2 separate regions of the Ovis aries genome follow, and region 1 is linked to region 2. Evidence: chromatin contacts called from public Hi-C data. All regions are on one chromosome and are shown on one strand. The core of a region is the stretch at or near the end of the contact, and the rest is flanking DNA. Distances in the headings are between cores, read along the strand shown. Region 1 has its middle 47 kb from the start of TRNAC-ACA. Region 2 holds the start of ANKRD44 (ankyrin repeat domain 44).

Region 1 (4,010 bases), core at 812-3,311, 56 kb before region 2:
AGTTTCTGAGTTGTTTCTCACATCTGCTGCTGCTGCTGCTAAGTCTCTTCAGTCGTGGCCGACTCTGTGTGACCCCATAGACGGCAGCCCACCAGGCTCCCCGTCCCTGGGATCGTCCAGGCAAGAACACTGGAGTGGGTTGCCATTTCCTTCTCCAATGCATGAAAGTGAAAAGTGAAAGTGAAGTTGCTCAGTCGTGTCTGACTCTTCACGACCCCATGGACTGCAGCCTACCAGGCTCCTCCAACCCATGTTGTCCCATAAATACACAAGGTGAGGAATTTGCATTTAGAAACATGTCATAGACACATACTATTCCATCTTTAACTTGAGGGACTCTATTAATGTTCTATTATTTAAAATCCTGAAAAGCAGAGTGGGGAAAAGGAAAGAGGCAAGATTCCATGTGGTTGCCCAGTGGGTGTGCACAGACAAGAGATGTGCAGATGGGCTGGGTCTGGTTGGCAGAGAGTTAATGTTTAGCCCACATGGTCAGCTCAGAACTAGAAATAGAGAAGAATTCAGCAGGGTATTCTAAGGTTCTCTGATGCCTTCTCTCTCTTAGTCCGGAAATCCTAGGTGGTTCAGCTCTAACTCCCTCATGTCCCTCTTCCCAGGTTGCTGCAGTACCTTGTCCCCATCCTTGTCTGTTAAGTTCCATTTGTATTTGGAGGCAGTTTTTAAAACTGGCCCTTTGCAGGTAATAAGAGCCTGGCCATTTCTTTTCATAATAATTTGGAGCTTCTTTCATTAGCTTTAATGTTTCATCCTACTTGTAGAGACAGCAATTCTCTTAGGCACAGGATAGGTATTAGAAACCTCTCCTACTAGATGAGTTAGATGAGACTCAGGGGACATCCCGGTCCTTTGGTCACCTAGGGTGTTATTGGCAGAATCTGGGTGAGAATTTTCGCATCCAGACTCCCCTGGAAACTCATCATGCTCATTCACCAGGTTCAGTGATGGGACAGGGGAGATGCAGAAAGACAGGATCAAGGGAGAGCATGCACGTTCAGGTTGAGCACACTGCCTGGTCCAGTACGTGGTGACTGCCGTGATGGGATCACAGGGTGGCCCAGCTGTTGGTATAGGAGAGAATGTGGAGAAAATAAGCAGACATTTTTTATCAGAGGCAAACTTTTCCATGGAAAAGGATAAAGGTGGAGACTTATCTAAGGAGGACAGGGCATCTTGAAGTGTCTTTTACTGGGTCAGGCCATGCTTTATTTTATTCTGTTGCCACAACAGCCTGGGAAATAGTCATGACTCTGCCCATTTCTCAGCTGGGACAACAGAGTCACAGGGAGGTAAGCAATCCCCAGGACAGCTGCACTGAACACCTCTAGGGACTACACTGACAGAAAGTACCATGGGAACAAAGCCCCCTGGAATTATGCAATATTACACAGTTATTAGGAAGCAGAGCTCACATGTAGGCTATTTGGCTCCATAGCCTGAGTTGTTAGTACCCCTTCACACTGCATTTTCCAAGACAAGCTTTTCTGGAACCCAGCCTTACCCATGCAGGCCCTCATTCATTTATATCTCCAATTTAACAAGAAAGAACATTGCACAGGTTATAGTTGTGGGGGAGAAAAACCACCCCTGAATTCAGGGTCAGAGGTTGGGGTTGAGTCCTGCTTCTGCCTCTGACTCTGTGACCTTGGCCAGTCACCTCCCCTCTCCACACAGTCATTTGCCATTTGTACATGAAGAGAAAAGTGATCCTCTCAGGCTTGCAGCAATGGTTCTGTGAGATTAATGAAGGTGAAAGTGCTTTGTAAGCTGTGAAGGTCTGAACAAACTACAAATGTTCATACAAATCAAGAGATGGAATGGGACCAGCAAGCGGCCATTTATTATGTGGACTGATATGTATGCAGAGTGTGGACTTTTTATGCCTCATTTGCTCCTGTGAAAAATGTATAAGCGACAGCGTCTTGAGTCTGCACACAGAGGATGGGGCTTTTGTGTGTGCTGCGGGTGTTGCAGCAGCTGAGGGAGGAGGCCAGGAAATGAAAACCATGTGGCTCTGAGTTGGGCCTTGAAGCTTCAAACTTCCCCACAAGGAAGAAGAAAAAAAACTTGCTAGATGTTCTTGGGTGATAACGATGAGAAATATGAACCCAGCCTATGTTCGCTGGCTTCTTGTGTTTCTCTTGAGCAAATGTTTCAGTTCTTGAGGCAGCTTAACAGCAAAATCACCTTTCATTTGTTGAAATATAACAAAATTGGGCAGAATCAGAGGCTTAGATGCTGTAAAAATAAGCTGTAAAATTTAAATAAGTCTTAAGTGAACTGGCCTCAGGCATTTACTTGAGTTGAAAAGGAGTTGTGTAAACGTGGATCTTGCTTTTTCTTACCATCCTCTACTATGCTGGCTGGCCGTGACTGTGTGCTAAAGTGCTCATGCTTACAATTCTAGTCTCTAAGGAAAAAGAAAGCGCAAATAAAGTTCTTTTTAGCCCATCATTTTCTCTCTAACCCACTTTTAAAGGAAGAATCTGATCAGGTTGTCTAAAAAGGCACACTCAAGAACTTCCATTCATAAAAATCTATAGTCTGAGCATTGTGAGGTAATGATGTTTATCAGACATCATTTTAATTGAATAATTTTTTAAAAAGCGAGAGATGGACACTTGTGAATTGGATGGTGCTCCTAGGCTTTTGGCACTTCCCAGGTGGCGCAATGGCACCCCACTCCAGTACTCTTGCCTGGAAAACCCCATGGATGGAGGAGCTTGGTAGGCTGCAGTCCATGGGGTCGCTAAGACTCAGACACGACTGAGCGACTTCACTTTCACTTTTCACTTTCCACTTTCATGCATTGGAGAAGGAAATGGCAACCCACTCCAGTGTTCTTGCCTGGAGAATCCCAGGGATGGGGGAGCCTGATGGGCTGCCGTCTATGGGGTCGTACAGAGTCGAACACGGCTGAAGCGACTTAGCAGTAGCAGCAGCAGGTGGCGCAATGGTAGAGAATCTGCCTGTCAATGCAGGAGACATGGGTTCGACCCCTGGGTTGGGAAGATCCCCTGGAGTAGAAAATGGCAACCCATTCCAGTTGTCTTGCCTGGAAAATTCCATGGACAGAGGAGCCTGGCCAGCTACAGTCCATGGGGTCACAAAGAGTCAGACACCACTGAGCATGCATGCACACACACAAGGCAGGATGGAAGTAAAAAAATTCTTGACCTCAATTTGAAGAACTGAGTTAGATAAAAGGATCATAACACACACATGTGTATGTATGGGGTAGGGAGAGAAAGAGAGGTTCTGGGAAGAGAGAGAATTTAGTAACATACAGGGGCTATGATCAGACATGAACAATAAATAGTTCTCACATTAGAAATATTGAAGCAGGGAAGTACTGATATTTGTCTTGTGAAACTCTCTAAACAGATTAAAACTACATCTCTGAATTAAAGGAACAGCTTCTTGAACATGTACTTTAATAGAGACCTTTCACCCCAAGTTGCTGAGATGAGCAACAAACCTAAACAAAGCAATAAACTCAAAGGAATGAAATGCTCCCTGGTTATTGAGAAGAGGAACTGGAAAAAAGAAAGTGACTTTTCTCATAGGAATGGACAGTGGTTTTACGTTTGAACTTTTAAGAAAATTCATTGACCCTTAGGATTTGGAATAACTTCAGAGATTCTTTCATCCAACGTCCCTCAGATGAGTAAACTGAGACCCAGAGAGATTCAGTCTTGCCCAAGGCCCACGATGAGCCAGCCCCCCACTCCAGGCCTCTGTCAGCACCCTGCATAAAAGGATCAGTGAGGCTTCCTCTCCAGGCTGGGACTCAGGATGCGGGGGCAGTGGCTGTGGTATAAAAAGAGGCCTCTTTTAATATTCCTTCATTTTAAAAGTTTAACATCTGCTACAGAGAGAGGAAAATAAATTCCACTGGCTTCTTTTTTCATTTTATTTTGTATTTAAGAGTGGGGGTAGAAAGAGGGGCTTGAAGTTGAAGACAGTAACATGAGCCGTGAAAGCACTCTGTA
Region 2 (4,166 bases), core at 31-2,530:
TTCTCCCGGCAATCTTGATTCCAGCCTGTGTTTCTTCCAGTCCAGTGTTTCTCATGGTGTACTCTGCATATAAATTAAATAAGCAGGGTGACAATATACAGCTTTGACGTACTCCTTTTCCTATTTGGAACCAGTCTGTTGTTCCATGTCCAGTTCTAACTGTTGCTTTCTGACCTGCATACAGATTTCTCAAGAGGCAGGTCAGGTGGTCTGGTTAACACTTTACTATGATTACATATACTACTGTTGTGTGTGTGTCCCATGCTCTTTTACAGCTGGGTCTTCTATCTGTTGAAGAGTAGGGTAACTGGATTTTGTAGAAATGAGTGGGTCAACTGGTGGAAACCCTCAAAAAACCAATTAACGCAGCAGTACAAGACCTTTTCTTCTCCTGTAACGTTGCTCCATCTTCTTCGTCCCCAAATCAAAACCCAATGTTTGAATTTAACGATGGGGTTCTGCGTGTCTAGCAGGGAGGTAGCTGGAGAACAAGGTAAAAGGGCCAGAGCCCCACCTCCCTACCCTCCAAGAGTTTCACAAAAACTAGCTAAAGAATGAGTCAGGGTCTCCTTGTATTAAACAAAGAGAGCACCAGCCTTGCGGTCCCTGACCAGGTGGGATGATTTGAAGAGCTGGGCGGATTCCGGACTAGGGAGAGGTTTAGAGGAAGGCGTGTGGTCCAATCTCCTGATTTGAAATTGGCTACAAGTGAATGCAGCCTTTATTGCCCCTCGGGTGTATCCACAGGGAGTGCTCACGAGGTTGTGTGTGTGTGTGTGTGGGGGGGGGGACGGTGTGTGAGACAGGGCGAGGGGAGGGGTCACGATCAGCAACCCCCCACCCCTCCCCAGCCCGGGGGCCTCTAAACGTGTACGCTCTGCGTGGGGGGCAGCGTGGGCGACCGGGGGGCCCGGTCCCGCTAGCCCGCGCGCAGTGTGCAGGTGCGGAAAGCAGGCGGCAGTCTGACCCTACCGTGGCGCGCCCGGTGCGGGAGCCGGGGAGCACCCTGAGCCGCGGGCTGCGAGGCGCGCCCGCGGGCGGCAGGAGGCAGCGTCGGCCCAGGCGGCGCGGCGGCGAGCGAGGCAACGCGCGGTGATGTCAGTGGCGGCCCGGCTGGCAGCAGCCGGTACTTCCTGTATAAAGGCGGGCGGGCTCGGCTGCAAACCCTACTAGCCAGTGTCAGCCTCTCGGCGGGAGGAGGAGGAGAAGGCGGAGGAGGAGGAGGAGCAGGGGGAGGGCTGTCAAATTCGGGAGCCAGATTTTTTTCCCTTCCCTTGGCAATCCCTTCCGCTTCCCCGGCTCCTGGCGTGACATCTGCGGACCGGGGACCTGTATGTGTGTGCGCGCGAAGGAGCGGAAGAATGGCAGTGCTCAAACTCACCGACCAGGTAGGGGGCGGCGGCGCCGGCGGGCGGGACGCGCGGGCGCAGGGCGGCGCGGAGCCCCGGCAGGGGGATGGGGGCGCGGCACGGAGCGCGCCCGCGAGCTGTTTACTCGCGGCGAAGGGGAGGAGTGTGTGCGGCCGCCGGCTGCTCCGAAAGCCGGCGGCTGCAGCCCTCCTCCCCGGCTCGGTCCCCGCCCTGGGCCGTCGGAACTGCGCGCTCGGCTCGGCGGCTGGGGCGCCCCGGGGGTTGGGGAAGGGGCGGCGGGGCTCTAGCTGGCGTGCGGGGGTGCGTTGTCCACGGGCCCGGGCTGGGCAGGGGGAGGGGAGGCTCGAGGTGCTCCTCCGGCGCTGCGCAGCTTGGGCTCCTCCAGCCCGGGCGGGCGGGAGAGAGGCTGATGCGCGCCGCCGGGAAGAGGAAGGTGGATGGAGAGGGAGAAGGATCGCAGCCTGGGACCCTTTTCCCAGCCAAGCTGGAGACCGGCCCAGACCGTGGCTCTCGTGTGGTCGGGCTGTCTTTATCCTTTTGACGTGACACCCTGACTTCCTCTTTGGTAGCCCAGGGGCTGTGTGTGCGTCGTGCACGATGGAGATCTCAGGCACGGCTGTCCCTAGAGGAGGTGAAGTTCGGCCCGGGGTTCCACTCACAGTCGGTGGGCTACCCTCTGCCTGTGTTGATGAGCTTTGTCGCTTTCCGGCTAAGCCATAGCACGGGGTAGCTCTAGAGCCCTTTGCTTGGAGAGGTGGGGATGTTTGCTAGCTCGGTTGACAGTCCTCGCTGGAGGTCTGAGGCACGAGACACCCCTACCTTTTCGGACGCTGCTGCTCTGAGGGCATTGACACAAGCGCCCAGCCAAGTTGTATGACAAAACTCTGTAACTCCTCCTACGAAAAAAGGAAACAGCTTCCTTTTATTTCTTTTGCCATTTATTCATGGATAGTGAAATGAACATTGTTTTGAGGTCCTGGTAGGCGGAGAGGCAGACTTGACTTTGACACAGGCGGTCAAACATGCCAGCCCTTGGTGTTTAAACATCTCATACTTCTCAAGTGGGTTGCATCTGGTGCCTCCCTGTCCTCAGTATCTAGCCAGAACTTCCTGAGACTTAAGTGCAATCAATCACCACAGTAATTTGTTCTCCTGCCTTTAGAGTCAAAGTTTTGCTTTGCTTTCTGTATTTACAGGCTTTAAAAATTTTCTTTTTATATGGGGGAGGGATCACTGAATTAAAATGAACCTTATCGTTAAATTTAGCAGGAGGAGCAGCTGGTAGTGATGAATCTATTTGTTTCCATTGGTTCCAGAGCATTTAAGAGTACTTGTAAGTTGATATTAGTTTAGCCCTACCCCCAACCCCCCACCTTTTAGTCACATACTTTGACAACTGTTAGACATTTGTTTTAAATCTTTCGATTTTAGTCTGCCTTGGTCATGTTATCTTTTGCCATTGCAAGTTACTCTACTTCTCTGTTAATCTCTAAATATTCATCTTCAAAGTACACAAAATGCTTCTAATAGGTGTTGTCATTTTCACATACACAAAAGAATTTTACATAGAACTTTAGAGCTGGAAGGGATGCCAAAGGTGATCTTCACCCAAATCCTTAATTTTTTAACAAAGAAACTGAGGTCTAGACAAGAGAAGCAAGTCTTCCTCAAGGACACAGCTCTTGGACTTGTAGGGCAGAGATGCACTCCTGTCTCCTGCCTTCCAGATTTCTGTCCTTTCTTCTAGGGATGGTTGATATCTCCTGCTGTCTTGTCATCAGCTGTGTTGAAAGGCTGACAAGAAGGCATCCTCTGCTAAATCAGGATCAACCCTGGTGAAAAGTATTTTTTGATTTTAGAAAGTTATTCTCCAGGACTTGTCCGAGTAGAACTTTTCAAAGAGTTTCTCTTTTAAAGTGTTTTTGAATACATCCCCACCCTTCCCCCAACAAACTAGTCTCACTGTGGAGGGCAAGAAAGGGTTGTATAATGTTTATTTGATTCCATCTCCTGCTGCATAACAGGAAACTAAGGAGTTCTAAGATTCATGGACACCTAGAAGTTGACAGCCTATGGGGCAAAGCCTGAGGGAGAGGAGGTGGACTGGGTGGGGTAGAGTGGTGAACAATTATGGTTTCTGGGAGGCCTTAGGTCCAGGAACTGTGTGGTCTTTCTTGCCTTATATAGTCTTACCTTTCAGTTTGAAACTCTAAATTCTTAGAAGCTGGTTCTTAACCTCATCAGAGGCTTAAAATCCTTTGCTTAAACTCCTACTACAGGAGCTTTGCTTCACCGTTATGGTAGGGAACCACCTGCTTCAGATCTGGACCTTACGAGTTTGTAGAAATGCCTCGCTCTCCACTCAGCTGTGTATTAAAACAATCACGTGTTAATTCTCTCTCATTTGTTTAATGCCCTGTTTGCAAGGTGGATCTTGTTTTTGTCAAAGTTCTTGGACTTTTAGTATGAAGACACATTCTTGTGTTAATAACCTGAATCACTAGTTGTCTTGGGTTTTTTTGTTTTATTATTTAGATTTTTGTTTTTGAGTTTTATAATTTGTTTAATTGACATAACTGGTTTATAATAGTTAAGTTTCATGTGTATATGAAAGAATTGGCATTTCCTGTCCTGCTGAAACTGGGTGCAGGAGCTTGCTGGCGATGGTGGTCACCTCCTCAGTAGTCAGTCCCTCGCTGACATCTCTGTCATGCAAGAGGAGGAAAATGCCTTTTCCGAGCTCTGTTTTGGGAGAGTTAAAAGAAAGGAGGAAGGGAGAGGCAAGTGTGGGGTTTA

Evidence for each region. A called contact is a pair of places that touch in the nucleus more often than the background predicts.
Region 1: a Hi-C map of blood shows a contact between it and region 2, with 1.8 times the contacts expected there. The contact joins the enhancer-like site here to the promoter of ANKRD44 in region 2. A contact is called at or near these places in 4 of 16 Hi-C or Micro-C datasets (blood, hypothalamus and tail adipose tissue).

What each region holds. Positions count from the first base shown.
Region 1 is chr2:199,680,037-199,684,046 of ARS-UI_Ramb_v3.0, reverse strand. It overlaps the pseudogene LOC101123614. Among named protein-coding and RNA genes, the nearest start is that of TRNAC-ACA, 47 kb to the right of the region's middle. Within about 2 kb of position 2,061, at least 9 of the 54 cell types and tissues checked have an H3K27ac peak or open chromatin away from gene starts, as enhancers often do.
Region 2 is chr2:199,623,164-199,627,329 of ARS-UI_Ramb_v3.0, reverse strand. It overlaps ANKRD44 (ankyrin repeat domain 44), which reads left to right and starts at 1,280. Exons shown (of 28, transcript XM_042244028.2): 1 at 1,280-1,388. The coding sequence starts at 1,362.